2 separate regions of the Zea mays genome follow, and region 1 is linked to region 2. A link is a contact called in public Hi-C data. All regions are on one chromosome and are shown on one strand. Each heading gives the region's core, a stretch centred on a gene start, on an enhancer-like site or on the middle of the called end of the contact. The rest is flanking DNA. Distances are from core to core; before and after follow the strand shown. Region 1 holds the start of LOC542062 (barley mlo defense gene homolog 4). Region 2 holds the start of LOC100384270.

The links. A called contact is a pair of places that touch in the nucleus more often than the background predicts.
Region 1: a Hi-C map of leaf shows a contact between it and region 2, with 4 times the contacts expected there. The contact joins the promoter of LOC542062 here to the promoter of LOC100384270 in region 2. A contact is called at or near these places in 3 of 25 Hi-C or Micro-C datasets (ear, leaf and tassel).

The regions. Positions count from the first base shown.
Region 1 is chr4:213,586,384-213,589,569 of Zm-B73-REFERENCE-NAM-5.0, forward strand. It overlaps LOC542062 (barley mlo defense gene homolog 4), which reads left to right and starts at 1,811. Exons shown (of 15, transcript NM_001111699.1): 1 at 1,811-2,000; 2 at 2,105-2,162; 3 at 2,643-2,851; 4 at 2,962-3,078; 5 at 3,173-3,186. The coding sequence starts at 1,881.
Region 2 is chr4:213,189,567-213,192,552 of Zm-B73-REFERENCE-NAM-5.0, forward strand. It overlaps LOC100384270, which reads left to right and starts at 1,545. Exons shown (of 3, transcript NM_001176835.1): 1 at 1,545-2,080; 2 at 2,181-2,310; 3 at 2,391-2,986. The coding sequence starts at 1,625. The coding sequence ends at 2,737.

The sequences.
Region 1 (3,186 bases), core at 561-3,060, 400 kb after region 2:
AATTTGCTTCTCAGAGAGTTATTTTTAGTAAATTTCTCATGTTTGTTGCAAAACCTTTAAATTTTCTTGCCAAACTAGATTGTGTTGTTTAGGGAGCTTGCACAACGATTAGTTGGAAGGAACCTAGGAAGAAAAGAATTGGAAGGATTAGTCATGTTTTATATGTATATAAGCTATCCTTGACGTGCTTGTTGTTTGCTGGTTTGGTATTGCAGGTTGAAATACCTAGGTAAGTTAGAGCATAGAATAAGGGTTGGAATCTTCGTATCTCTTTTTTACCTATGAGATAAAAAATATTTATGACACAAACTTTAGCTCTTTATTTAGTGTGATGCAAAGTTGATGCTTCTGGGGTTCATCTCCCTGTTACTGACGATGTTTTAGGGGATGGTCTGGAAGACATGCATCTCTGAACGTCGGGCATTCCACATGTTGCCATACGAGAAGCCAGATGAGAAGGCTGGTGAGGCTGCCACCACCGAGCATTTTGTTGTTGTAGGGGACCTTGGCAAAATTGGTAGGCGCCTAATGAGTGAAGGCACCGTTGGGCTGAGCACTGGCACAAGGTAATCAGACTTTTGGAATTGGAATTTTAATCTCTTGCAATTAATTTTGTTTTTTTCGAAAACTGAACTGCTGAATCAGTTCAGTTGACAACTGTGTCGAATGAACTCAAAATCTTTTTTTTGTTCAGTGCAAAACTGTTTGTGGATGCTGCCCACTCTTGCACGACTAGGGTATTGTAACCATGAAAGCAACACATAAGACTATCTCTAGCAGCTTACCTATTCTCATGCTCATATTTAACTTTCACTTTCCGAATCTATTCTCGTACTCATATTTAAACTTTATTTTGCGAATAATGTAGTCTATAGTGTAAATCAGTGTTTTGGACGATCATATAAATGATGTGTTAGACACGATCCAAGTAACTCTTGGCCGACTGGGTATTGTAACTCGACCGCTTTGCTAGCGGCGGCGCGAGCACGCCTAGGTGCAGCAGTAGCACTGCCTGCGGACAACTATGCATTCTCCGACTCCATGGCGGCAGGGGAATGGAAACCGGAAAAACTGTGTTTATATCCACCGGGAAGACTATATTTATATCCCCCGTCAGCAAGTGCATGCTAATATGTTTAGTTCTATTGTATTCTACTTGTGTAAACTTGCTAGCTACTATTGTATATTGGATGTACGCACTATATGTTGTTTGTACGATACACTTGCATTCCTCTCTATTTCACTTCTTCTTTTACGCACTTCTATTCATGTTTTTTTGGATATACCAATGAACATAAAACAAATAAACATAAGAACACTAACATTTTGTTGAATATTTTATATACCGTTGTAGCGCGCAGATTACTAACTAGTTGTGTCTTAAAAAATGTGTCCTCGTCCGTACAAGGTTTTATCTCTATGTTTTGGGTTTTGGCACGGCGAGAAGAAACGAGAGCACGTGGGGCTTGCGCTGCGGACCGCTTATGGGCTACGGCCTCGGCGCTCGTGCTCGTGCCGCCCCATGCCCCCATGTGCCGCTGGCCGCTGCTGCCTCTGCAGGCTCTGCAAGGCTGCTAGCTGACCAAACTCCCCCTCCTCCGACCTTCCCGAATTTCTGATGCTGTTGCCACTTGAATGCTCTCCTCTCGCGCGGTGCCTGCCGTTGCTGCTCTGATGCCGATGGATCCCGCGCCGACCCAACCGCATCCGCATGCCACCCACCTCCCCTCCGCCTCGATCCGCATTAATTACTCCGACCTCACCACTTCCTCGCCGCTTCCAAATCCCAATAATACCATCGCGTAAATCCAGATATCAGGGCAGCTGGAACTGAAGGTGGCGGGAGCCGAGTGATCCGGCGGTGAGCTGAGCGGGGCGGGATGGCGGCGGAGCAGGGGCGGTCGCTGGCGGAGACGCCCACCTGGTCCGTGGCAACCGTCACCACGCTCATGGTCGCTGCCTGCTTCCTCGTCGAGCGCTCCCTCTCGCGCTTCGCCAAGGTGACAGAGTCCCGCCCGCACGGGGCATTCTTCTCGCCTCACTACTGCTTTGCTGCTGTTCGCTTAGCTGACCCCCGCCGGCTGTTGTTCGCTCCGCACCGCAGTGGCTGCGCAAGACCAAGCGGAAGGCCATGCTCGCCGCGCTCGAGAAGATCCGCGAAGGTACGTTCCCACTTCCCCTCCCTCCCTCGCGGCCTCGCCGTCTCGCCCTTTCCTTCGTCCTCACCTGCTTTTTATCGCCCTAATCTGAACGCGCTCTTGTGCTGCCTGCTGAATTGCTGAACTAGATAGCGGTGCACTACTGTACATGTGACTACCATGTATCATTCCACAATTTGAGGAGCTCAGCACTCAGCAGCCTTTCTAACTGGCCGATGTTGATTTGTTTGTTTGCTTGCTGCAACTGAATATTCATGGACGGGTTGGTAGTTTGGTAGTACTATTCATTGCCTTGCAATGCTGCTAGCTTTAGACAGGGTACTACATTGTCTCCAAGGATCTAGATACCCTGTGGCGACCTCGTCACACTCACTTCTTCCTACCTGCTCAAGCTCAACCGTGAATGTTTCTGCTGCCACTGCCGCCTCTCGCAAGCTGTTCGACTGTTAGCCTCTCACCAATAGAAGCCATGTCTGCACGCAGAGCTGATGCTGCTCGGAGTCATCTCGCTGCTGCTCAGCCAGACGGCGCGCTTCATATCGGAGATCTGCGTGCCGTCCTCGCTCTTCACCAGCCGCTTCTACATCTGCTCCGAGAGCGACTACCAGGACCTGCTGCGCAACACGGACGCCAACCAGACGGCGCTCGACAAGAACATGTTCGGTGGCCAACGGCTGCACGTCTGTGGCGAGGTATTGGTAACCCAGATGTCCTGCTCCCAGCCTATTGAGGTCAATGGAACTGGGAGCGGAGCACACTGTTCACTCATCGCTTGGGTTGGAACCTAATCTGTCACTTGCAGGGCCATGAACCTTTTGTTTCGTACGAGGGCCTTGAGCAGCTGCACCGGTTTCTCTTCATCCTTGGTATCACTCATGTGTTGTACAGTTTTGTAACAGTGGTTCTGTCCATGATCAAGGTTCGTGCTCACTGCCTGATTGCGGCTCTGACATTTTTCCCTCTTATTTTCTTCTGAGTTTATTATGGTATATATCTTTCTGCTATTGGTGCAGATCTATAGCTGGAG
Region 2 (2,986 bases), core at 295-2,794:
GACTAAAGTTTAATTAGGGGACTAAAATTTAGTCATTATCCTATTTGGTTGTAGCAGCTAAAAGTATTTAGAGCACATTAAATAAATAATAAGAAGACCAAAATACCACCCATTCTCTCTCAATTAGTGGAACTAAAATAATTAAGGGGCAAAAAGTGAAATTAATATGGTTTAGTCTCATTTAGTCACCCTTTGATGGACTAGAGACTAAACTAGTTTAGTTCTTATTTTAGTCCCACCGTTTGATATTTATCGTGAGTTTGGTTGCCTGTATTTGCTGGTGCCTGCATCGCGGGATATAATGAGCTAGTGTTTGTTTGTTGTCAACGAGGATCTACGCGTGCGAGGTGTGTGTTTGGTTACATGCATGCAGATGTAGAGCGAGGCTTGTACGATACTCAAAGCACCCTGGGTCAGGGTCTGCAGGCGCGAGCAAATTGGTCGCATCTTTGAAACCAGGCTCCCGCGCGGCCTGGCTCATGCAACAAGGCTACAGGGAGAAGCCAACCAAACAGGCCTTAAAGACTAAATGAGAATAAAATAAAAGAACTAATCTTTAGTCACTCAAACCAAACAGAGACTAAATATTCGATAAAGTTTTAAGACACAACAATTACATAAAAACAAATTATATATATATATATATATATAATATATAGTCATGTACTCTTAGCCGGCATATAAGTTTTACCTTATCTCTAGTTTGTAGACGAGATGGATGAAGGAAACATCTTATACGAGACGCCGGACGACTATTAAAATTAGTGATTTATATTAGTAGAGATAAAGGTTGGGAAAACCAAAAATAACAGAAGAGGCCGTGGTAGGTTTCATCTCAAAATATGTGATCATTATTTGCAGCATTAATATCTGATTAGGACTAGCTAAAATTATACACCACTACTATACGATCAATTATTAAGCATGCCGTCCGCGTCTACCAGCCTAGCCTGTAGCTGCAGCTGGGTACAGTCCCAGCGTACAGCTAGCAAGCTCCCTTCCCCAGAACAAACTGGAATAAAAGCAGCATGGGAGGAAGGATGGTGACCATCAAATGGAAAAAAATTAATAAAAAAACACAAAGAAAAAACTGCATAAAAGTGTCTGAATTTTAGATAATTTGAGTCAACACGCATGTATAACCTAATTAGTATGAAATGTTGCTTTTATGATTTGTCTTTGTATTATAACAAATCATTTTTTTTTGTCTTTGCTTAACTATACAAATATTTTTTTTATTATTATCGTGCCAACACGTAATTAGATTTGTTAGGTTTATAATGTTGTCTTATAAATTCTTTATTCTCGAAACTACAAATTACAGACTATATCTATATAAAATACAATAAATCGTATATGTAATTTTAGTATTAAAAATATATAATAACTATTATCTGAAAAAAACTAAAATCCATATACCTGAATTTAGCAAAATCCCAACGGAAATAGGACAACGGGCACTCAAGTGAAGCGCACCTACCTACCTACCTACCTACACCTACCAAATACAGGCAGCGCCCCTCCCCTCCTCTCCCCTCGCTGCGGCTCTGCTTCGCAGCCAACCAACCACTCGACCGGGTGGTCCACCTCCCACCCCATCACACCACCACACCAACTCGGTCAAATGCATGGGCACGGGGCCATGGCTCACTCACAGGGATCCGGGTCAATGGGGCGGGCACCCTCGGCCCTCGCTCCTCCACGCTCTCCACCTCGACCCCTCTTTCGTATAAAACCAACCACTCCTCCCCCGCTCCTCCCCGGCTCCTTGCCTTTGTTCTGTTCTCCATTCGCGAAAGGCTCGCAGCAAAACCACGCCATCGATCGCCGCCACCAGTCCAGCATCCTCCGATCGACTACGTACTCCCACCCACTCCGGCAGCAGCGAGGCCTCTCTGTCTGTGCGCGGCGTGGCTGTCGTCGATCTCTGCCTGGCGGGCGGCCGGCATGGGGAGGTCCCCGTGCTGCGAGCAGGCGCACACCAACAAGGGCGCGTGGACCAAGGAGGAGGACCAGCGCCTCGTCGCCTACATCAAGGCCCACGGCGAGGGCTGCTGGAGATCGCTACCAAAAGCCGCAGGTGCGTAGGATGCGGATCAAGATATATGCATGCCATGCTTGTATGTTTCCAAGATGGGGTGAGTTTGATAGATGTGCGGGGCGGATGGACGGCTGTGCAGGTCTGCTGCGCTGCGGGAAGAGCTGCCGGCTGCGGTGGATCAACTACCTGCGCCCGGACCTCAAGCGCGGCAACTTCACCGAGGAGGAGGATGACCTCATCATCAAGTTCCACGAGCTCTTCGGCAACAAGTAGGCTGCCATGCCATGCATGTCCATAGAGATGAAATTAAAAAAAGAAGAACCGTTCCTGATCGCGTATGTGTATGCAGGTGGTCGCTCATCGCCGGGAGGCTGCCGGGCAGGACGGACAACGAGATCAAGAACTACTGGAACACGCACATCAAGCGCAAGCTCCTCGCCCGCGGCATGGACCCGCAGACGCACCGCCCGCTCGCCAGCGCGACCGCGGGGCAGCAGCATTACCAGCTGCAGGAGCCGCAGAAGCGAGCGGCCGGCGGCGGTCCAGCAGGCCATCCGCACCAGGACCACTTGGAGGTCGTCGTCATCTCGAACTCGCCGGACGAGGCCTACAGCCGTAGCAGCGACGACGAGCCGCGGTCCGCCACGCCGCCGCGGCGCCACCTCGACATCGACCTCAACCTGTCCATCAGCCTAGCGGCCTACCAGCCGCCGGAGGAAACCGGCATCATCAAGCAGCCACTGGTGATGAAGCAGGAGCAGGAAACGGCGGCGGGCGGCACCAATGCCGCGGCGGTGTGCCTGTGCCTCAACAGCCTCGGGTACCGGCCGGGCGTCGAGTGCGTCTGCGGCGACGGCAGCTCCTCCTCCTCCTCCTCGCACTCCCACTCCCACTCCCACCAATGGGCTCTGAATTTTTTACAGGCGGCGGCGCCCTGCTACAGAG